Regions from separate parts of the Gossypium hirsutum genome. Here region 2 is linked to region 1. Evidence: chromatin contacts called from public Hi-C data. All regions are on one chromosome and are shown on one strand. The core of a region is the stretch at or near the end of the contact, and the rest is flanking DNA. Distances in the headings are between cores, read along the strand shown. Region 1 holds the start of LOC107897057 (2-methyl-6-phytyl-1,4-hydroquinone methyltransferase, chloroplastic). Region 2 holds the start of LOC107952160 (protein argonaute 10).

What was found. Hi-C and Micro-C count contacts between places; a contact is called where the count stands out from the background.
Region 2: a Hi-C map of leaf shows a contact between it and region 1, with 2.3 times the contacts expected there. The contact joins the promoter of LOC107952160 here to the promoter of LOC107897057 in region 1. A contact is called at or near these places in 7 of 34 Hi-C or Micro-C datasets (callus, leaf and petal).

Annotation. Positions count from the first base shown.
Region 1 is chrA10:55,208,288-55,215,196 of Gossypium_hirsutum_v2.1, reverse strand. It overlaps LOC107897057 (2-methyl-6-phytyl-1,4-hydroquinone methyltransferase, chloroplastic), which reads right to left and starts at 2,910. Exons shown (of 3, transcript XM_016822395.2): 1 at 2,112-2,910; 2 at 1,156-1,462; 3 at 691-1,071. The coding sequence starts at 2,647. The coding sequence ends at 916.
Region 2 is chrA10:55,379,912-55,386,820 of Gossypium_hirsutum_v2.1, reverse strand. LOC107952160 (protein argonaute 10) reads right to left here and starts at 3,138. Exons shown (of 22, transcript XM_016887441.2): 1 at 2,840-3,138; 2 at 682-1,360; 3 at 266-474; 4 at 1-30. The coding sequence starts at 1,179.

The sequences.
Region 1 (6,909 bases), core at 1,661-4,160:
CTAGTTACAAAGAACCGCAGCAGCGTGCGACCTTGGTGTGAATAGGTGCGTTGGATCGACAGCAAATAGTAGCAGCATGGTGCGACCGGGCAAGTGCGTGTGTGAGCAACAAGCTGCTGCGCGAGCAGGTGCGAGGGAGTAGCAGGTTGGTGCATGACAACTTTGAAACTGGACGTGCGGGTAGGTGCGGCGATAGGGAACAGCTGCTGGACTGTTGGTGCACACGAGCTGGAGCTGGTAGCAGCAATTGGCGCTCGTTGGGGCTGTTGGTGTGGTGATAGTGGATGTTGGTGTGGTTTGGTTAAGGTGTTGTGAAAAAGTGGAGAAGGTGGGTAGAATTTACAATGAAGAGGTAGGTGTTTAGAATTCTTAGAACAAATTAATAATTAAAATATTCTAATCCTAATTCCACACAAAGTTAATAACAATTAATAATTAATATGATGCATATTAAAATATTATTTACTATTAATTTGTTTTTAAAAACATTTTTTAAAGCAGTTTTTATTCAAAAACCAAGAATTTGGCATTAGTTTTGAGTTTGAAAAAGATGTGATCTAAATCACTTATCTTTATTTACAATCAAACTTAAACAGTATGATTGTTCAGTATAAAATCTTTGAACAAAATCAAGTTTGTGACTTAAAAGTACAATTGTGTCATGCAAAATATAATTAAGAATGTAACAAATGCAGAACCAAAGGAAGAAGGAGAATAACATTGTGTTATGATTGGGCCCAAAGGCAGCTAAAGGGTAAAGGTAGTGTATAAACTTATTCACCACTTTCACATTTAGCAAGGCCAAGTTACAAAATCTTGGAAAGAGAAGCAAAAACACATAAGCAGTCAAATAAAGCAAATCACCAAAGAGGTAAAGAAGAAGAATTTGATCACTATTTTACAGTTCTCTGATTTTCAAATAGGCTGACCCTTGGGAACAATTTGATCTTTGAGCCACATGTAAATTGGAACTAGTACAAAGTATGCTGCTGCTAATGTCCCAAGAATAAATCGTGAAAGGAACACCAAAGGATGAACAGGTTTCTGAACATCTTCTGCCTTCGGACCCATCTGCAACAACATTTATATGTCATTAGTACTAAGGACCCAAAAGACCCAGCCAACTTTATGTTCTTATAGATGAAAGTAAGCTACCTTCAGTGGAGAGTCTCCGCCGAAGGGCTTCACTCCAGTGACAGAGCAACCCATGATCAAGCCATGTCTTCGGACACCACGGTACCATTTTGGACCAATCCTTTTCAGCTTTACATCTTTGAAACCAGCTTTTTTAAACCATTCAATATATTCTTCCTCTTTCGGAAAGAGCATCCATACATCCGCAAAAAACCGTGATAACCAGAATGTTGGGTGTACAGGACCTATAAGACAGGCTTTCCCTCCTATTTTCAGTACCCTGTAAGCTTCCTTAATCCCCCGCTGTGGGTCTGGCCAGTACTCAATACTGAACATCATAAACGTAACACATAATAATATCACAGATAAGCTTTATAAACAACTTAGACTATCCGCATAGAAAGCTTAATACCAGCATAGAATGGCATACTTTTATGTAACGCATCTTATACAACAGCCATATTGCCTAAGTACTTGATTTTCCATTCAAAGCATACCAAAAAGAGTGTTATGAATGGAACCAAATTTAGGTAAAACTATTATGGAGGCCTCTGCATTAAGAGTTAAATTGCGTTTTGGCCCTTCTATTTAAAAAATTAACAAATTAATCCCTATACGTTAAATTAAAGAGCAAACTAATCTTTCTGTTACAAATTTCATCAATTTCTACTATTAAAAAAATGGTCCTTATACATGAGCATGAGATACACGTCACACACTAAGCATCACTATTTGATTATTCTGTAAGCCATACCAATTTTTAATAATAAAAAAGATAAACTTTTTAACAAAAATAACTAATTTACTCTTTCATCTAATGTACTGAGATTAATTTGTCTATTTTGACTTTATGAAATTTGCCACCAAATTTAGCAATTCCCGTAAATTTGCTTACACTCGTAAAAATGATTATGCATAACTGAAAAAAAAAGATCATGGCAAAATTATGCATTAAGGAAGGTAAATGGAGATATTACCTCCCTGCAGACACATATCGGTCGGCATAATCAGTAGGGAATGGTAGGTCCTCCGCATCACCTTCAATAATCTGACATTCTTTCAAAGGCTCCTTCTGCTTGGCCTTAGCTAGCTGGTGAGGGGACTGATCAAGAATTGTGACATTCTTAGCATCCACATGCTTCACTATACCAAGTGTAGTGAACCCAGTTCCGCCGCCAACATCGACTACTACCATATTCCTAGAATAAAGATCAGCAGGCTCAAGCGCCTCATCCCGCATATCCTCAGTCCAATGACCAGGGTTTATGATATGATCATACACTATTGATAAAAACCTGTAAAACCAAAACGCTTCTTTCTTGTGTTGTATGAACCTAGGCTGAGAAGCCGGCCTTGAGGATGATATACTGCATCTGGTTGTTACCACCATTCTAGTCTTCTGATTCTTTGTATAAGAAAATAAACTCTTCTGGGGCAAGCTCCTAAAATGAAAATTGGACCTCGCAAATCCTACCCCTGTTGGGGCTGCTCCACTAAGCATTGAAGAAGCCATGGTTGTGAAAACCCAGAAACACTTGACCCAAATTACTCTGCTCTCTCTCTAAGTCTGATCATTCACCAAAGGAAACTCAAACAGAATTTCATCTAAACAAAAGCATTGCAAACAAATAAAGAAAATCCATACTGCAGAAATGAAATGCCACAAAGATTGAAGGACTAAAAGCTGCCCATTTCGGCATTGAACTGGAACCACACGTTGTGGTGGTGTGTGATACACTGATTGCTTATTACTCATGGACCAGAGAGCTTGCTCGGCCTTTATGTGGTCCTCGTTTCAAGGGTTAATATATTCACGGGTTCTTCTCATTATTCTCACCTATTGGGGGCGGTTACTTCAGCACTAATCATTTTACCAAGGGTTTTACCGACATATTCATCACGTAGAGACGGTTGAACGTCTTCAACTTGCCATGAGTTTGAATTTACAAAATTCATCATGTTAATTTACTCATATATGGTCTTTTATCATTTTAAAAAATATTGAATTTCATCATTTACTTTTCAAAAAGGAAGTTAAATTATTTTTTAATAAAAAATATTAATTAAAATTTTAAACATGGAGCTATCAACGTATACTTCATACTTTTTTTAAAAAATTTATAAATTTTTTATATATTTGTTGAATTTTAAATATATTTAATTTTTATATATTTTTTAAATTTATTTATCATGACATACAAGATATAATATCATGTTAGCAGAAAAGAGTAGGTGGTCTAAAAAAATCAATATTTTAATTAACATTTCGGTTTAAAAAATAATTTGATTCTTTTTTAAAAAATTAAAAATTAAATTTAATTAAAAAAAGATAAAAATTAAACTAAAAAAAATATAAATATTAAAAACTAAATTTGACATTATACCTTTAAAAAACCATGATGCTAGTGTTGCCATTAGCCTTAATGTTTCACCGCATAATATGTTATTTTCTCTTCACTTTTATTGCAGGATGCTTCTCTCAAAATTGAATGAAAAAGCACTTAAAACACTTCTTGGATAAGAAGAATAGATATATGGATACTCTTGCCTACTCAAAAAGTAGTTTTAATTTTAATTTTATGGATGCTAATTCTCAACTTGACCTTTTGTACATTTGTAATGTGCCTCCCTTTTCTCTCTTTTGATGGTTGATGCTTATACGCATATTTTGTGCAATGCTTTTGGTTAGTTTTTAACAAGTATAATGATAAAATTTGCCTTCAATATTTATATATATTGTCAATTATTTTTTTTATTTTTATAGTTAAATTTGATTATTAGTTTACAAAAAAAGTTAAATCACTTTTTAACGAAAATGTTGACTAAAATATTAATTTTATTAATTTTTTAATGATGTTGGTGTGGCAACTTACGTTGTAATCTACATATACTTCATATTGACATGATACTATTTATCTTATATGCCACATCAACAAAAAAAATTAACATTTATAAAAATATTAAAAAAAGTAAAAATTTGAAGTTCAAAAAAATATTATAAAAATGTCAAAACTATTAAAGAAAAAGCACTTCAACTATTTTTTAAGGTTGATAGTAAAATTTAACTTTTTTTAAAAAATCGAGGGTCAAATTTAACTAAAAAAATAAAGGCAAAATTAACAAAAGATGTAATTAGACTTGACACGTACCCTTAGACATGTCTCTTTGGTAGAATTCACACTCAGGTATTATCATAGAAAGGAGAAGTACCTGCATGCCCCCCCTTATGCTTCATCTCATGAGGTGGAGAGATGCGATGGGATCACCTCGCAAGGTTGCCATATCGATGGGGTGTGAGATACGATAGGGCGATCAGTCTCGTGGCTCACTTTACTTCTACTCCATCTTGTAAGGTGGCAAGAAGCGGTGGGGTGTTCCACCTCGCGAGAAGGATCAGATTCCAGGTCAAGCTCGCTCATCTCTCTTGTACTCCATATCATGAGGTGGCAAGAAGTGATGGGGTGTTCTACCTCTTGAGGAGGGTCAGATTTCGGGTTGTGAGGACGGGTCAGATTTCAAGTTGTGAAGTATCCTATAACAATTTGTCCCCCATTTTCTCAAAGAAGAGTTATAAAGTGACACTTCTAAGACAAACTTACATGTGTGAATCATGCAATTGGGGGCTTGTTATGTAAGTTTTAATTGAAAACTTACTAAGTAAGCTTTATTTTGTGACAGTGGAGTACAAAGTTAAAAAGGTTATTGGGGGATTAATTTTGGGGAAATAAATTTTAGTCGATTCGTTTTCTTAAAAGGAATTTTGCATAAATCTTGGATTGCCTCTCGAATTTTTTCCTCCATATTTTGTCTTCTTTTTATTTTACTTTTTGAATATATTCTTTTTTACCTTGTTTTCCCTATTCTTATTCTTCTTTTTTGGTTTCGAAAGACTTTGATTTGAGAATATCAAAGCCTTTGGCGAAAAGAGAGAATCATCTATTCATAAGTAAACTGTTCGATTACTCTTTTTCTTATCTTAAATTTGTTTTATTTAATATGGCTAGAGTTAGGATGGATTGGGGCGATAGGGGCTGTGGTCACAACAACCGTGGTAACTGGGATCATGGGTTTGGGGTAAAGAGTGAAGGTGCTGGTCGCAAAAAGCATTGCAAGGCTTGTGTAAATATAGGTGGCAACTTATATTGATGTACGATGAAAAAGGTAGAGATGGTTCGACATCTTACTGTTGAGGGATCAAGTTGCTGAACTTTGGTTATGACTTCAAGAATATCAAAGGTGAAGAGAGGTTAAGTGATACTAAAGAGGGTTTTTTTTTGCCTTTATATCTATTAAAAGTGAGTTTTATCATCCTTTTCATCTTTTTTATTTATTTATTTTGCACAGCCTTTCAAGAGTATAGAATCACACCGGAACAACTTGCCTGCTTTTCTTGGTGGATATTGGTCGCGTACTTTCTTGATTGCTATCTTCGGGATGAGCTTCCCCTACTTTGTATTTTCCAAAAAAAGTATCAGTTAAATATTTCCAATCGGGAAAATTTATTGGGAATGACATATTTTTTCCCCTAGGAGGGATGTAAATCAATTATTTAGAATTGGTCATCAAATCTTTGGATTAACCATTGTAAATATAGAATGGTGAAGAAAAAAAATTTAGTGATGATTTTGGTTTCCCCATTAATGGTCCCTTCCAATTATAGATGGTTGTACACAATGCGAACCCTTTAATTCTGAGCTCGTCCCTATTCAATACACAAGGCTGTGTAAGGGTCGTGTGCTAAAATTGGAGGATTTTCTAATTGTACAAAATGTATTTTGACACTGTAATTACCGGTTTTTAGTGATATCAGAACAGTGATTTTGGGACCACAATTTCAACAAGTAAATTATTTTTTTATTATTATTTTAATGTCATTTGGATTAAACTAAGGTCATATTAAAATTTCGTTAAGAAATTTTGAAGTTTACATAGTTAATTAAGTGAAAAGGACTAAATCGTAAAAAGTGTAAAAGTTGAGTTCTATTAGTTAAAAAGGGTCCAATAGCTATGAAATCTCAAATTAAGGGACTTAATGGTAATTATACCAATAAAAGAGATAGTGGGTGTTTATGGACATGGTTTTTATGGACATGGTTTTAGTGAAATTATGAAAGTTTTTAAAGGTTAAAATGGTAATTGAACAATTAATCTTAAATTAATTAAAAAAATGGTATCATCTTTCTCATTCAACTTCACTACCATTGTTAGGGTTTGGAGGATCGATCAAGCTTATTTCTTTGCATGGTATGTGATTTCAACCCCGTTTTCAATGATTTTTATGTTTTTGAGTCGTTTTAGCTTAATCTAGCTAGCCCGGGGGTTAATTTGCAAAAAAGTTAGAGGTTGAAGGACTTTAAATGAATGTTTTTGACTGGGTTTTTATGATAGTTGATAGATTATGAGTCTTGGTTGAAAAATGAACAAGTTTTGTAAAGTGATTTTTGATGAAATTGCATTTAGGGATTGATTTGTGAAAATAGTAAAATTTCATGTTAAAATTATGAAATTTTGGTTTAAATGAGTTGGTATAGGTCCCTAAAAAATTCATGTATCTTGAATGGAGGATGAAAATGGTTAGATTTCAAATTATGAGCTTAAGGACTAAATTGTGAAAAATTAAAATGTTAGGGGTAAAATGGTAATTTTGTATAATTGTGAGTCATGGATTGAATTTAATGTTTGAGGTTAATTGAAGTATTTAATTGAATATACTTATCTATTTAGATCAAGATAAACTTCAACCGGACCTAAATTGAGGAAAGGCAAAAGTTTCGG
Region 2 (6,909 bases), core at 1,889-4,388, 170 kb before region 1:
TTAACTACCACTTTATATTCTCTTTCTCTCCTGTAAAATCATATATGTCATAGGAGATCAACTCAAAAGGAGGTAATGCATACTGTATACTACTTTAGTTCTTTCAGTAAATTGATAGAATAATAATAATAAGGAAATAGATACGGAAATGGTGAAATAATTTAATCTCATATTATTTAATTTCATGAACTTTGGTGGAGAAAATAAAACACAAATTGCACAACAAAAGGAAGTAGAAAATCCACGAAAGACAATATCTACTCACTTGGGGCCATTGATGCCATCGTCTTCATCTACAAGCTTGACACTAAACTCCTTCCACGAAAATGGAAATTCACCAGCTGTGTACAGACTCTTTCGGCCATCATAAGCAGGTAATCTCATTCCTAGCTCTGATTCTTTGTACAATTTCACAAGCTCTGCCATTATAGCTCTGTTCATCGTTCGGGATGTCACTTCAGGAGTTATAGTAACCTGCAATGAAGCAGAATACAGGTTTGCAAGAGGTAAACAGCAACGAGAACAGAGTTTAAATACCATACATACCAATAAAATAAAAGAACATGAACAAATTATATAATTACAAACTAAATAACTAAAGTAGTAACCATACATGAAAAAAATGAACCAATGATAATGTAAATAAAAAAAGAGGCAAAACAAGAACAAAAATGAGCTTACATCATACTGGTTTAAGTCCTTGTCTGGTAACTCAGCAAAGAAATGGTTAGCCTTTACAATACACTTGGTTCCAACTTGACCAAAACCAGGCCTAGATGCAAAATTCAAAGACTTGCTTGAAGTAGGAAACCCCATTTCCATTCCAGGCAAATTATGATCATTCTGAATAGACCCATTTGAAGTAGCAGCCAAAATATCAGCAGAACCAGGATTCACTGGCTTCTGTGCTACCGTGCAGTGCCTCGAACTCGGTCTCATACAAACATCGCCTTGATCAGATTTTCTACCACCTCTTCCTCTTCTTCTTCCTTTGTTCTTCGTTGGAGGTGAGGTGTGGTTACGGGATTGTTTTGTGTTGTGTGGTTCATGACCTGCTGCTGGACCTTTTCCATTTTGTGCAGTCTTTGGCGTTCTTTGAATCGGGTTCATAGTGTTTTGCAAGTGATTCTTTATCACAAGGTGTTGCTCTGAGTTATCTTTCATTTGCCTTATAGGCATACTGGTAAGCTTTCTCTGAACTTACTCGGCGAAACTGATGCAAGACAAGAACAAAAGGCTTGTACAAAAGAGAAACAAAGTCTGAATTTCTTTCAGGGATCGGCACACGCATAAAGTACTGGTTTCTCTTCTATTCTTGTACTACTTTCCCTAACCTACAAGTAATAATTACACTTTCTGCCTGAAAATATAAACAAATAAGGAAAATGTATGTCAGTGGAAAAACATCTTCAGAAGGGTAAAATACAAATGTTGATCTATGTTAAACACACTTGCGTGAATGTCCCATGTAAAAATGTATCAGAATATTATTATTTTAAGGACTATATCTTAACATCATGTCATGTCTGAACATATACCAAAATATATGTCAAAATGTATTGAACATAAGTATTTTAAAGAACAAATTAAGAGTAAAAACTAAAAGGACAAGGGCACAAACTCCAGACGTTTTTGCTCCTGGCAAGCTTTACCGTTCTTTTGCAACACTAGAACCCCAAATCTTTCACCTTTTTTTTCAGCATTTAACTCCCTAAAACTACAGACTCCTAAATTTAGAACTCAAAAAAATATATAGACTTGGAGAAATAGAACTATAAAAACCATTCTGCAAACCTATGCGTGAATTAAAACCACAATTGTTCCAATTTTTGCTTCTGAAATATTGCTAAAAAAAAAGACTAAGCAAAGTAGAGAGAACCAAAGGCACAAAGCCCCAAACCTGCAAGACTGCAACTTAAAAAATTGGTAAGCAAAGACAAAACTGAATATCAACTCCAAAATCAAACCTTCTTGAGAAACCTCTATTGTGAAACCAATGACCATTTAATAATAATAATTTAATAGCAGCCCAAAACAAAAACAAATAGAACTACCCACAAGACAAAAATCTATTCCCCTAAAGCTTGTCCCTACCAAAAACTGAAAACTTTATTAGGAAAAAAAAATCAGATTAGAAATGAATGAATATAAGCCCAATCAGATAAAAACATAGGAACAGCATTGAAGAAAGTTCATTTATTTTATTTATTTCAATGTAAACAACATAATTTGAAACCGTAAGGTACATAGAAAGAATAAAAGCCATCTAGAAAAAAACAAAAAAACAAGAACATGGATACAAAGAGAGGGAATAAACATTGAAAAGGGCAAAGAAATCACTATCTCGTGGATATTCCAGAAAATGAAAACACAAAAAATTTAATGCTTAATAGTAAAATGAACCCATTAAATGGAATCATAAATGTTACTAGTATATATTCGAAAACTCACCAACCAAGTGGAAACCAATATGCAAAGCACTTAACTTTGAAGGCAAAACAAAGAAGAGAAAGAGGAAGAGGTTAGAAAAGATGGGTTGAAGCCAAGGAAGGTGAAAGACAGATTGAAAGAGAAAGCAGAAAAGGAGATAAAAGATGGTTTTTTTCTAGGAATGATGGAGAGACAAGGGAGAAAAATAAGAGCAAAGAAAAAAATTTTAAAAAAAAAGTAGGGAAGGGGGGGAGTGAAAGAGAGATGATGATGATGATGAATCTTTATACACGCATGCAAAGTGCTTTTGGTGTTTTCTTTATCACGTGTAAAAGCCTTTGTAACCCCCCCCCCCTATCTCTTTCTCTCTCTGTGGATTGCTTTTAAAAAAACATGGCTTTGGCCTTACCTTAGCATTAGCCTCTCCTTCTCCCTCTCTCTCTCTCTCTCTCTCTCTCTCTCGCTTTATGCTTTGTTCTTGGCTCTGAACTGATGGCGCAGCCTCGGGGACGTACCAGGATACCTTTTTTTAAGACTAATAAAGCTAAAAGTAAAAAAAAAGAGAAGCCTGTCTTTCAATGTATAGACATTAGACATGGATAAATAATTAAATATATAGTCAGAGAGAGTGTATGAGTGGGACTGACTACGGAGATGGTGAAGGTAGTTGGATTGAAAGGAAGGAAGGGGGCTTTGGCAAATACCCCGAAAACAACTGAGGATTTAATTACAGCAATCATATATACAGTAGGAGAATAATTCGAACCTCCAGTTGCTGCCCTATAACTTTTGATTTTTGGTAGAGTGTTGGATGAAATTGAGTAAAAAAATTTTGAGTTAATGGAGTTTGGAGTTAATGAATTTTATTTTATTGTCTTAATTTAATATTGTTTAGTATAACTAATTTGATATTATAGTACATTAATTTGAAATTATATATATTTAAAAAATTTTAAAGTAAAATAATAAAAAATAAAATATTTTAATATGATAAATTTGAATTAATAATTAAGTTAAAAATTTATTATTTTAGAAAATTTTTAAAAGGGCAACTTTTTTATATATTTTTTAGAAGTTTTATATATTTTTTTAAATATATATTTTGAATTTTTGAAAATTATTTTGAATTTTTTTGTAATTTTTGTTAAGAGAGACCAATTTACTTATTTTTAAAGTTGACAGGGACTAAAAATGTATTTATACCAATCTATTATTTGAATTATTTAAGTTATTCGAATTGTGAAATTTAACTCGACTAAAACTCGAATTGAGTTATTCGAGTTGACTCTAATTATTCGAATAACTCAATTTAATTAACTTAAAATTAAAAAAAATAATTTTTTCGAATCAAATCAAGTTTTACGCAGTTCAAATTTGTTACAATCGTATTTGCATAGTGTATACTGATATAAATTTATGTAATTTAATAATTTGACCCCTTAAATTTTATGACAGGACATTTTTAAACAATAAAAAAATATGTGGCAGCTTCGTATCTTAACACATCGCAAGTTATTATAAAAAATTAAAAATTATAAAAATTATTTTACATTAAGAGTGAACTTGGTAGGTATTTGTCTTACTTTTTAATAATTTTATATAGTTTTTATTTTTCAAAATATATCAAATTTTATATTATTATTTTGTAATTAAAATATATCAAATAAAAAATAAATTTTTATAAAAGTATATATATAATTAATAAGTAGTTGGGTGCAATGATAAAGAGAGAATGTAGCTTCGAACCTTGAATATATATATATTTATTTATTTATTTAGGTCCATTCTAAACTTAATTTTATATATTTTAAATTTTTTTATAAAATATCAACTTTTATATTATTATATTTTGAAATTAAAATTTATTAAAATATTATCTCGTGTCCATAATGATCATGGACAAACGAATATCCAAATATGAATTTGAATGTCACTTTGTCCGGATTCATTCTAAATTTATTTTTTTAGAAATTTTATTCATTTTATCTTTATAAAAAATTGATTATATGAAAATCGAAATATATAGAATCAAATACTAACAAATCAATACATTATAAAACCTCAATGAATTAAAAAATCATAACATAGTAATATATAAATAGTAACAAGTTAAAGTTATGAAATTACTAAAAACATGTCTGGAATAATATCGGACAAAATGATATTCAGGAGCATTTGAATCTAAACTTCTCAGGGGCGAAGCTAGGGGGCTGGCATGGCCCCGATCTCCCCTAAAATGTAAATTTGTTCTTTTGACCCTTAAAATTTTTAAAAAAATTTTAAATTAGTAAAGGTAAAATTGCACTTTGACCCCCTAAAATTATAAAAATTCGATTTAATCCTTTACAAATTATAAAGATATAAATTATAAAAAATTAAAATTTTATCCAGCCCCCCAACAATTTGTTCTGGCTTCGCCCTTGAAACTTCTTATTGTTCATATTCATTTTGGTTGTGAAATAATTTTTATAATTTTTATATATTTATTTTAAATATTTTATTTTATTTTTCATTTCAAAATAATATTATAAAAAGATGATGTTTTTTATAACAATTAAAAATTATATAAATTTTTTAAAAAAATTAAGTATATGATGCATATAGATTATGTCTAGATTCATTTTTAATGTAAAATAAATTTATTTTTTTTAGTGCTTTGTCACATATGATTTTCAATGTCGCACCGTTAGAATTTAACAACACTATATAAAGGCATGAAAAGTATCTAAAAAAACAATTTAGATATCAAACATATTTAATTTAGCAAGCAAAATATATACTAAACCTTGTATAAATTCTAATGCATACTTATATTAATGTATAGAAGTGATAAACGACTGGATTTGGCAGCTTTAGATTCAACTCTCTTTGTATTTAGATGGTTTCGAGCTAGAATTATTTCGAGTTTAAATTGATTTGGATTCAAATTTTCATAAATTTAAAATTTCTTGACTTTAATTTTACTAATATGATTTTAAATTAATTTATTAATAATATTATTAGTGGTACCAGGTTTAGTAATGTGTGGAACTTATAAATTAATTTACTATAATTGAACTGTTTATTTTTTGTATGTAGTATAATTGAATTGTTGTATTATTAAATTAATATATTATATTAAAAGATATTTTATGCAAGCATTAAATTTAAAATTTGGATATTGATTTATTATTAATGTTTTTATTTATTATAAATATATATTTAAAAATTATTTATATTCATAATTAACATTTTTTTAAAATTTATTTCATTGTATAATTTGCTTAAATGAAAACTTAAATGAAAAATGGGCTCCTATGATACTTTTTCAACTTAAGTGTAAAGTGGTATTTAAACTTTGATTCTTCAAAGGTTACCCTCAAATATCAAAATATCAAAGAAATGTGTGACACATGATATTTTTATTTAAATAAAAAATTTTAATTTTAAGATTAAATGAAATTAAATATTTTTTATAATTTCTCACCTATCCATGGTAAAAAAATTTCAAAGCAAATCAGAATATGACACGTGCCATTTTAAAATAAATTAAATATTTATTTTCATTCTGTCTCTTGTTCCAGGTATGTAAAGTTCCATCTACTGATTTGAACCATTTCTCCCATCTTTCACAATTGCAGTGACGTACATTTTCCTAAGATCTTCTCTTTTACTTTTTTTATACTACGCACGAGGATTGACATGTAATTATACATTTATTTCTCTTTTTTCCCTCCCAACTCCAACTCAGAAAAAGAAAGCTGCTAACGTGTCATCATTTGGAACAGAGACTTGTACAGTATTGCTATGTTTCTTCTTTCTGTATATATTTATAGATTATAGATATGGTTAGCAAACGAGTGTAAAAGCTGGGCAATTTTATCCAAATCACCAAAAAAAAAAATTACGACTTTAAAAACAATTATCTAAATAATTTAAAATAAACAGTAAAATTAAATTATGGAGATTAGATGGCAGACATTTCTATTTAAATAATAATTTTTAAAATTTTGCACACTAATGGTCTGTATTTTTTTTAATCGTATTATATTGATATATATTTATATCAATATTTAAAAAATAAATTTAGATATTGACACACTAATAGTCGGCACACATTTATCTCATTAAAAAAATATTTTGGGTATATCTAATTAAACCCGAAGCCAGAGACCACTGCATTTCTTTTTACTATAATTCTGAGAGATCATAGGTTAACCTGACAACTGAACTAGAAAAAGAGTAAATATTCACCCATGAAAATTTGAGTTTAATTTTATTTGATTGTTCAATTTTTGTTGATCTGAATCTAATATGAATATAATAAAAAATAAAATAAAGATTCGTTATAACAAAACCAAGATAAGACATTATCTAGAAATAGAAACCGTGTTTAGTTCCTTTTATATATATATCCAATAGATCCAAACAAGATATACAAATTTCTAATAGATGATAAAATCTCAAAACAAAGAATCTCAAGATTCAATTATTCATTAA